2 separate regions of the Mus musculus genome follow, and region 2 is linked to region 1. The links are chromatin contacts, called in public Hi-C maps. All regions are on one chromosome and are shown on one strand. Each heading gives the region's core, a stretch centred on a gene start, on an enhancer-like site or on the middle of the called end of the contact. The rest is flanking DNA. Distances are from core to core; before and after follow the strand shown.

Region 1 (5,094 bases), core at 650-3,149:
TGGCATGACAGACTATTGAAACACCCAAAAGTCCATGAACTCTCTTTGGACACTCATACTGTTATTTGAAGCATTTGGGCAGCAGTCTGTGGAAGAATTTATTTACAGCTGTTTTGTTTTGTTTTGTTTTGTTTTGTTTTGTTTTAAGATAAGAGCAAAGAGAGCTAAAAGAGAAGCCATTCAAAACACTTCAAAACATACTGCACCTTCCTTGTTTCCAGGCTTCTGTGTTTCTCCCTCCAGATCAATATAATATCCCAGTCCTCTCATGGAGGCTCGGTCCTTTCCTTTGTTCCTGAGATTTGGGGCACAGGAAACTGTATCCTGAGTATAGCTGACACCCAGGCCATAGATGTGCATCAGATAGCAAGAACCAACATCTTAGCTTCCCACGCTCTTTTTAGTTTCTAAAATAAATAAATATTTAAAAGGGAAAATGAAAACTAAACAGGTGAAGTAACTCCATGTCCTAAGCTCAGTGTTGGGGAGGCTGAGGCAGGAGCATCTTGAGTCAGAGGCAGCTGGAACCACACAGGGAGACATTGCCACAAAACAAGACACACCACAAAGAAAAACAAAAACACAAACCCCTGAGAATCTGGGCCCCTCTGCCTTAAGCTTTCCTTTATCAGAGTCGGGGTCAAGACCAGGAAGCAGAGCTTCCCTAAGCATCCTGAGTCCTGCTGGCACACCAGCCCTCCTCCTCTGCACCAGTAAAGCAGCCAGGCCAACTTGTTATCCTGAGACTTGAACCATGAACCAAATTAAAAGCCAAGAGCAAGGGAACACATGCTACCATTTCTAAAACATAGCCATACGAGCACGTGACAAATCTCCCACACCACAGCAATTTGGACATGGGTGTTCAAACATCAGCATGCACTTGAGTTTGAGCCATGGCCAAACTGAAGCAGCATCCTCGCTAGAGTGATCTGCTGACAAACTAAAACAGGAAGTAAGGCCTTTAAGAGCGTCTTCAGCCATCAGAGTCTTGGAGAGTGAGGACCGAGGAGAGATAAAGTTAGCAGGAACCAGCTTGCTTCTTTTTAATGCAGATAAATGTTGTTAAAGTGTCGCTCAAGAGCAAAGGATGGGGTCTCACCAAGTATAAAGCCATGAGTTCAGTCTCACCCATGTGAAAAGCTATGCAGAGTAGTGCATGCTTATATTCCAGAGCTGTTGAGGCAGAGACAGGATCCCTGAGGCTCACAGGCGAGTCAGAGTAAACCCCAGGCCAGCGGGAGAGCCTAGCTTTTAAAAAAAGCCTCTATATGTGTGCAGGCTCACAGACAGACAGATACATGGATACACACATACTCCTGTATGAATCTGTACACAGACATTCACATACACAAAAGACCATATCCAAGAAGCTCAAAGCAGCATCAAGACCGGTTCACAAAGTCTCAGAAGAGATGACTCCAGGAATCGCCTGCACCACCTCTGAGCCTCAGTAGCAGCAGTGACTGACTTAGGAAGGAGAGACTTCTGTGGTAAAGAGTAAAGCGTCCCCTGGCCATCGCTTCGCTGTGACTCGTTTTCCTTATTCCTTATGAAGTGACGATCATTGATCCTCGTCATTTAGGACGAGTTCCAGTGAACATGGATGTGCCGTGAAGTAACGATGGGGGAAATGTAAAGTCACTGAGCATCCCAAACCTCAAATGGATTCATTTTAGGAAGAAAATATTTTCCACAAAGAATCAAATATTTTCCATAGCAATAAAATAGGAGTTTCCTGGGGGAGTCTGGAAATTGCCTCCAAGGTCCCGATTGATAAGCTTTCACAGGAGAAAGAGTGCATTTTGGGGTAATAAATCGCCAACTGACATGTTCTGCACAAAGCAGCAGTGTTTGATACCAAGCTGCAGGGATAGGAGCACAAAGGCACCAATTATCCCAAAATAGACTGGGGCAGAGTCCAGTGAGCTATTAGTTCTTTAAGCTGCGTCCACAGGGGATGGAGAGAAAGGGGGATTTGGCAATCAGCTGGTTAATTTGATCACTGTAGACAACTGCACTGTATAATTTAGGTCGGAAACAAACCCTGACCTGGAGTTCCTAATTTGGAACATTCATCAAATTAATCGAATAATTGTGAATTCTCAATTTCACTGAGCCCTGAAACAGGGTTCCAGGAACACAGATCAAGTGCCTACTTACAGTCACCATGTGGCGTTCCACTATCTGGGCATCTGTGTCTTTCTGCTTCAGGCTCCGTGGCCACCTCCTCCTATCCCACTCTTCTCTGCCAAAATGTGTTTCTTTTCTGCCCTGTAAGGAAATGGATCCATAAGCCATAGAGGCCCTCGCTCGCCTCACGTACATACAAGTACTGGGTAGGCAGCGTGCAGGCAAAGCAAGGCTTCCTGTCTCAGCACAACCAACCTTTGGCATCTTCTCCAGAGCCTACCACACTATCTCCCAGAAACCTTGTGTCTGAGATTTTTCAGCTTTTCCCTTTGTACTAGTTCAGGCAACTCGGCAAATAAACAAATGATCCTATGGGGGGGGGGGGGGGAGCAACAATGTCAAACACTATCGTTATGTTTAAGTTAGCAGGGATTTTCAGGAAAGCAACGGCAACAGGTGTTGAAGCAGATTTTAGAAGTTCAGATCGTAGACCCAATAAACCTTGCGAGCTGAGGGGGCGGTGTTTGCTTTGTTTTGTTTTGTCTTTGTTTGTTTGTTTATTTGTTTGAAAAATGTAAGGTAGAAGGGAGTTTCATTTTAAAGATATATTTGATACTGTTATGACTGGGAATTAAAAGAAAATTTAAAAGCAGCCAAGAAGGGATACATTTCTGTAGGGGTTGTTAATGTCCAAGGCAGATATCACCAAGGAAGAAGTTAGTTGAACAAATACTGGAAGTAGAAGGTGGGAGTGGGGGCGTTCAATACCTGTGACTATGCAGGTGGGGGTGAAGACCCTCTGTAAATCAGGCCACTTCAGCGTGAAGGGTGCTGTGTCTGTCACAGGCCTGCCCTGCCCCTCAGCAGCGAGCACAGTCTACACCATGGACAAGTAATAAATCTCTGTTGAATGAATGAATGAATGAGGAGTTTTATTTCTGTCTAATTAAATAACTCCATATGGAGAAGTACCCAGGGAGCAGTGAGGAGACAGGGTCTCGCCAATTACATCAGCCAAATCAACCGTGGCAATTAATTTGGGGCAGATGCTGGAGCCAAATCCTGCAATGCAAAGGCAAAACTGAGCTCGCTCATTTAGTCTTCACAGTTAAAATGCACGGAACAGTCTAGAAAGGCCAGTGATGACCAACAGCAGTTTCTGATTATCACGACAGGTTTGTGCCTTTTACTTTCCTACAAGGTCCAATTTTCTACCTGTTACTTGGAAGGAAATTTGATGTCTCCTGTCTTGACTTACCTATCTCACACCTCTTGAAAGTCTCCTCTGCCATTTAATCCTGAGTCCCATTATAGCACCAATATGTTGAGCTCAGCGCTACCAGCATTACCATGAGCCACAAAACCGTGAAATCCATACTTTAGCCCTCTGTTCTCACCTTGGTGACCCCTACATCATTTGCCCAAATCCTTTTCTTCCTTTTAGACTCCAAAACAATGTACCTGTCTCCCAACCTACAGCTTTTAAACAACCAAGTGTTCAAACAACTCTGAATTATATCCCTGGAGAGCTGAAGCTTGCACAGCACATATGTCACGGCCAACAACACGTTCCATTAAACCTTCAAATGGCCACGTCTTCTCTCCATAGGCCTGATCTCTGCTCACGGCATCACCCCAAATACAAAGGATCACTTGAGATCCCATAGCCACCCCAACACAGTGCCCTTCAAACAGTCTTGTTGGTTGTTCAGCAGGTAAATATGTCCTGTTCTTGTGTGTTCTATCCATATGAGTGAGAATTAATTAGGTCCATCTCCATCATTAGGATTCACCACCTAATGAAAGAAGCAGGAAAACCAGGCATGGGTAGCCTGTCTAAGAGCTTGAGTGTCTGTACACGCTGTGGGAATGAAGAGGGGCTACGTGAACCAAGATCCAGGAATTCCTAAGGCAGGCAGTGTATCAGGAATGTGCAGGGATAGAGAAAGCCCGTGACTATTCCAGACAATCCTTCAGAGTTTGGGTGCTAACTCTCAACGGTTAGCCTAACTCCCCAGTGTGAATAAGCCTAGCAACAGAAGCGGAGATGTACCTTTAAGAAGCAAACTACTGCAGTAAAACACAGGCCCTGCTAGAGGCCAAGAGACATGCCTGTGTCTATGAAGGTCAGACACTGACTGAAGAAGATACAAAGCCAGGGGCTACACATGGCCTTCCGCTATTTGCGTTAGGAAGGGGGAAACTCAGGACCCAGATCCTTCTGAGAAGTATAAGTACAAACAAGTTTGTGGTTTCTGACATGTCCATAAATAACCCAGAAGGGCAGATAATCAACAGAAAGGCCCCCTGCCTTTAATCCCAGCACTCAGGAGACAACAGCAGACAGATCTCTGTGAATTCCAGAGCAGCCTGGTCTACGTAGAGTTCCAGGCCAGCCAGGATTACATAGTGAGACCCTTCCTGCCTTGTAGAGTGTCGGGCAGGGGAGGCCAGGGTGATTGATAAAACCGTGGTCACCGCCAGAAGGTCAAACAAGGAATTATTTGCTGTCTCTGTTTTCTGGGTTTCAACTATAAATGAATTCTTTTTTTTTAATTGCCCAGAGGGGATACAGTAGTCACAAAGTCTCACAAACCAGAGGCTGGCAGCTAAAAATGACAAAGGGGGTCATCAGTGACAGGGACAGCAGTGCTGGTGGGAGGCAGGGAGGCAGGGAGGCTGGGCCCTGGGAGAGGAGGGACTGGACCCTTCCAGTGTAGGAGTGGAAGTGAAGGAGAGAGAGTGGGTCCTGGGGCAGCTCCGAGGAGTTGCTGAGAGGTTAGGAGGGAACGTGAGGGAGCAGGTGAGGGAGCAGCTCACAGGTGCTCCTCAGACTTCCTTATCCAGTAAGAGCGCACAGTGCTCCACGTTACCACCCTTCTCCTGTGGTGATTCTCACCTTCCAAAGGCTAACCTGTTTCTTCGCTTGCTTACATTTCTGCTAGTTTACTTTCGTTTGTT
Region 2 (5,094 bases), core at 738-3,237, 270 kb before region 1:
CTAATACGCCAGCATGTAGTTTAGACAAAGCGAACTCTAGGCTTAGGCAGGAGCAATTTCATGGCATGGAGGCCCTAGTCACTCCACTGGAACTGGTCCCTTAATTTGGGCAACTCCCTGGGCAGTTGAAGCCATGTGTAATTTCATTCTGAGGAAGAGGTAAATCCCCTTCCGTCCCCACCCCCCCATGCCAACTGTTTGCATCAAGTGGGGGGCGGCCGATGCTTAAAGAGCAGACAGGGAACCGGGAGAGCCTCTGAAATGAATTTTATGTCCCCCCACCTTTGTCCGCAGAGCTGTGGCTGTGGAGGCAGCTCATGAATCCACCAGAGCCCAAATGGCAACCTCGTTCCCATTATCCATCTGCTCCGCTTCCTCACAAAGGTTTAAGTACAAGATTGATTACGCATGTCGGACCATGTGAAGTACCTCAGAGTGAGGACAGGAGGGACCGTCTCTCACTCTGAACAAAAGAAAGAAGTTGGACACTCACAAGATGAATGGGGGAAACGCAGGCACCAAGTATGCAGGAGGTACCTGTGGTGTTTTGTTTGGGGGGTTTTATTTTTCTTGTTTTAATATAAAAGTGTGAAAATCTCCAGATTTGAAATACTTACGTTTAAAGTACCTACATGAGTTGATTTTTAGAATAAGTTTGTTAAGTACACTTCAAAATGAGGATAACTAATATTTAGCTATGTCCTACAAAAAGCCGGCTTTATGCAGAAAAAGTGAAAGAATTTTAACGGCAGGCATCTAAGATGACATTATCCGCTACTAAAAGACAAGACCAGATCATTTGTCCAAATGAAGGGTTTATCGCTGGTGGAAAAACGAACATAATTTCTTCAACATTAAAAGGACAATAGAGGCTTGGGCCTGGTTAGGGTAACTGGTACCAAAAATGGGCGACACACTATCTGCAAGGGGGGACAGCCTGAGGGGGAGTTCAAGTGGGTGACACACTATCTGCAAAGGGGACAGCCTGAGGGTTAGTTCTGGGCTGAGCTGTGTGGAGCTTTGTGCAAGGAGAGCTGCTTCCTCTCTTCATGTACCCATCCCAGGAGCTACATGTTCCACTGTGGCCCTTTGCAATGGGAAAAGAAAAGCTGCTACTGGTCAATACTCCTTTACCCCGAGCACTGAAGAAGGGCCTCCTTTCCTTCTTCATCTTGAAACAGCACTTGCTTTTACACACACACACACACACACACACACACACACACACCGGGCCCCCACAAACAGGAAATTAGAAAAATCCCTTCACAGAGGTTGCAGAGATGCAACAGGCCATCCTAAGGAGGTTTTCCCAGGCTTCTCTGGAACTGTGAAGGGGAACAGGTGCCCCTTGACCCCACCCCACCCCATGATTCAGATGACAACCCCTATCTCTGAGAGGTTGAAGCCATGGCATGCCCTGGCTCACACCAGGCCGAGAGCTGCAGAGGGCCCAGTATGTAATTTCTGCAGCATGCGTGAGATTTTACACCACAGACACTCTGCAGAGGTTCGTGGGGTGTCACGAGGACTGTTCTGTGACAGTTCTTGCTTTTGCCCTTACTGTCGCTTTACCTCACATTTCTTTGCTGTTTGTGTTGTTGAGAGGGAGGTAATCACGTTTTTAGATGGGTTTCATTCATACGACCATAGTCTTAGGGTGACCTCAGAGATGGAGCCGGAAATGGCAGCTGTGGATGATGTGGAAAAGTGGCAAACAAACAGACACACTTTGGTATAGACAACAAATATTCATTTCTGTTACCTAAAGAGATCGTTTTACTTAATGATTTTTAAATTTTTTTAACGTTTCATTCTAAACTTAATCAAATTGTTAATTTTTCACACAAAATAAAACAAAACAACAACAACAACAACAAAAACCAACAAAAAAGCAACAAACAAAAAACCCATAGACGTTAGGAAGAAATCTGGATGTCACGCATCCTGAATCTTCAGTGATTTTAAAGTTTCACCAGGGGGCGCTCCCACTTCACAGCCCAGAGGCAGGAAGGACAAAGGACCACAACTGTCTCATGCTTAACTTGCGGGCATACACTGTCTTGTTTGCATTTTCAACTCTTTCTCTTCTTCTCTCTCTCTCTCACACACATTGTATAAAAAAGCCCCAGTGAGCTTACGCATGCCTCCCTTAAACACTGGAGCACAAACTAACACCACCACAAAATTAGCAAACACAGACAATTGTGAATTACATTGCTCCTGGCACAGGCCACGGAGTTATGTGAAATCTGCATTGAATTTTTGGTTGTCAACATCAGTATAAGAGTACATTAACATAGGATATCAAAAAATATGTCTCTGCTGGGCCACCCTGGGGCGAAACCTGTGGTTGCTCTGCATTGGTCTCTGGGTGGTACCAGCTTCTTCACCCTCTGTGGTAAATCTTTTGGTCAGCCCAAGTCGCAAGAAAATGCAGAGTCAGGAAACAGACTAATTAAAGAAAATTCCCCAAGGACAACCCAATGACAGAGCCTGAGAAGGAATTAGTCCCGAAGCCTGCTTTTCAATTCGTGTATAAGTTTCATACATTAAGAAGCCTGACGATCGTTTTGAACACACGATTTAGGCAAACAATAAATAGAACATTTCTTGTGGGAAGGAAATAAGGTATTTCAAAGTCAGAAGGGAGAGAGCACAGTTTGCCAAGTGTAGAACCCCACAGAGTCCTCTGGCCTGGAGTTTCAAACTGATCCAAACCCTTTGGGGGTTTGAATTTCTTTGCTGTTGGCAAAACACAATTCCTGCTTCAAAGAGAACCGGCATTATGAAGGCCTGTTACAGAAGCCTCAGAAGACTTCTGGGGCACCAAATCACTCTTACAAAACACCATTTTGATGAGTTTAGTACAGATTAATGAAAAACATATGGATTAAATTTTTCTTTAAAATTACATTGGTTCATCACATGAGCAGAAGGGGCTGTAAAAAGGCATCCCAGCCTTACAGAGCTCTGGACACTTTAGCCGTGGTTTCGGGCGCTTCTCAGGCAGATACGGCTCCCCGGCATTGTGGTCCATAGAGGACGTGGAATCCGTCCCTCTGCCTTGGGCTTGGCAAACACCAGTGGGTAGTCTGAGCAGAACTTCAGGTTTCTTCCGCAAGGGTGAAAAACCAACTCGTGTGGCCTGGCAGTTTGTATTGTCTGATCGAGAGGCAATGCCTCTCAAGTAGTTGAGAACTTCTCCAAAAACGCATGACAACAGCTAATTATTCATTCTTTTCTGAGGGCCCCAGAAGGACAATATATCTGTTACCAAGCCTGGAGTGGCCATGGAAGCAGGGAACACCTCCTACTACAGCAGTTATCGAAGCACCCTCCCTACCAATCACCAAACCCAAAAACTAAACTGAGCCTTAAACAGATGGTGACTGACCAACCAGCAACCAGAGAGAGTCCAGACAGTGACAGAAACCAACTGGACCAGGCAGCTCTGCTGTCTGTGCCTTTTCCTAATGTAAGGAATGATTCAGAAACCAAGCAAACTAAACAAAAGGCCAAAGTTGGAATGTAAAGTGGCTCTCACAAGGCATGAAATGAGATGAGCCACCACCACCACCACCACCACCACCACCCCCCCCCACCCTTGCAGGAAGTACCTCTACTTTTGGAACAGTGTGAGTATTAGGTAGGCAGGTAGGAATTTTTAATTCTTAAAAGTGTTAAACAATCATTTGCAGTATAACTGGCAAATTTAGGAAGTGTTCCCTTTAGAAAAATTTCTAATCAATTCTGTCATTTCATACAACTAAGTGAGAGTGTTTTCCTCGGGAGTGTGGTCTGTAGCCAAAGCTGCCCTGCAGTGGACAGGTCCCGCTTGCTCTCAACCATGTGTTGGATTTAACTCTGCACAAGCAGAGGAGGCTGCTCCTTAAGGCAGGGCAGGGCGTGTCCCTGACGTGCACGATTTTCATTCCAGCCAGTGAGGTCCCAGGACTTCACCCCACACTGTCCCTGTCAAATCTCCCATGTTTCTATTCCTGCCAATAGTTATCTCAACTCGGGCTGGACTTCAGGACAGGCCACATCACATCGTATTTGCGAGGTGAAGGATAAGGGGATAAATGCCATGTAAGGGACTTGTTAGTTTGAAAGCTTAAGTGATGGTTCTTGATAGGAAATACTTTCTCTGGAAAGAAGCACAGCTAACTATCTCACCAGGGAATGGGCCCCTACGTGAGGAAAAGAAGGCATACGAAAAGCTTTGACATCTATTTCTTTTCTCCTTTATTGTCCAGTGATGCTAGACCTGGCATCAGGGCTGACATTACTTAAGTAGGAGAGATGACCGCACTGCTACAAGGCTTTGCTCTGTCTGCCCTAGGTAAGAGAGACACGCTTCATGTACCATGTGTTGTAGACATTGTCTCTATGTTTCTAGAAATACTGCATAGCTCCTTGAAAGAGTCCCCAAAAGACAGAAGTAGGGGACACACTCCACCTGCCTCCTGTTGCTCTACAGACACTGAGGAAAAAAAATACAAACAGGACGTTACTGAAGAGCCAGTCTTACCAACGTATCCGAAATTCCAAGTCAGATAATCACAAGGGGAGAGTCCGGCGACACACAACAGCATGCGTTGGCTATCTACCGAAGCCTTTGAAATGAACTAAACGCTGCCGTTAACTTTTGTCAGAGAGGAAAATCAAAACAAAACAGAAAATCAAATGGGAAACACTGTTATTAGCATTAGATTCTTGCATACTTTTTTTTTCAGACTGAAGCGCCTCAAAGGGAACGGGCCCACTCCTGGCCAGCAAAGAGGGCTCTTCTCTCTGTAGCATTCACATGCGGAGGACGGTGATTTTCTAACCGTCACCGTTGTCTAAACCACAGTCACCCGACGCATCTGAATGACACACACACGAGTAAGGAACATTTTGATGTGTTGAGGAAAGTTGTTTTGACAAATGTCAGAACCCAGGTCTTGCTGGCTGAGGCCTGTTGTTAAATTTCCCAGGCTGCCTGAGTGGTCGGGGAAATTGGACATATCCAACACAATTCCATTTCCATTTCTCTGCAACGTTACAAGCTTCCTTGGCAGCAAAATCACATATTCTTATCACAAAAATAAA

Evidence for each region. A called contact is a pair of places that touch in the nucleus more often than the background predicts.
Region 2: a contact with region 1 is called in a Hi-C map of neural progenitor cells, with 1.7 times the contacts expected there. The contact joins two enhancer-like sites. A contact is called at or near these places in 1 of 484 Hi-C or Micro-C datasets (neural progenitor cells), 4 of 115 datasets of contacts at active chromatin or transcription factors (astrocytes, embryonic basal ganglia, embryonic forebrain and 1 more) and 1 of 9 other capture datasets (embryonic stem cells).

What each region holds. Positions count from the first base shown.
Region 1 is chr3:34,834,991-34,840,084 of GRCm38.p6, reverse strand. It overlaps Gm21388 (a long non-coding RNA gene), which reads right to left. Exons shown (of 5, transcript XR_880758.2): 2 at 2,902-3,036; 3 at 2,164-2,274. Among named protein-coding and RNA genes, the nearest start is that of Gm21388, 11 kb to the right of the region's middle. Within about 2 kb of position 1,899, at least 19 of the 459 cell types and tissues checked have an H3K27ac peak or open chromatin away from gene starts, as enhancers often do. A contact at or near this core is called in neural progenitor cells, where this site is marked.
Region 2 is chr3:35,100,319-35,105,412 of GRCm38.p6, reverse strand. No RefSeq gene overlaps it. Among named protein-coding and RNA genes, the nearest start is that of Gm35255, 150 kb to the right of the region's middle. Within about 2 kb of position 1,987, at least 25 of the 459 cell types and tissues checked have an H3K27ac peak or open chromatin away from gene starts, as enhancers often do. A contact at or near this core is called in neural progenitor cells, where this site is marked.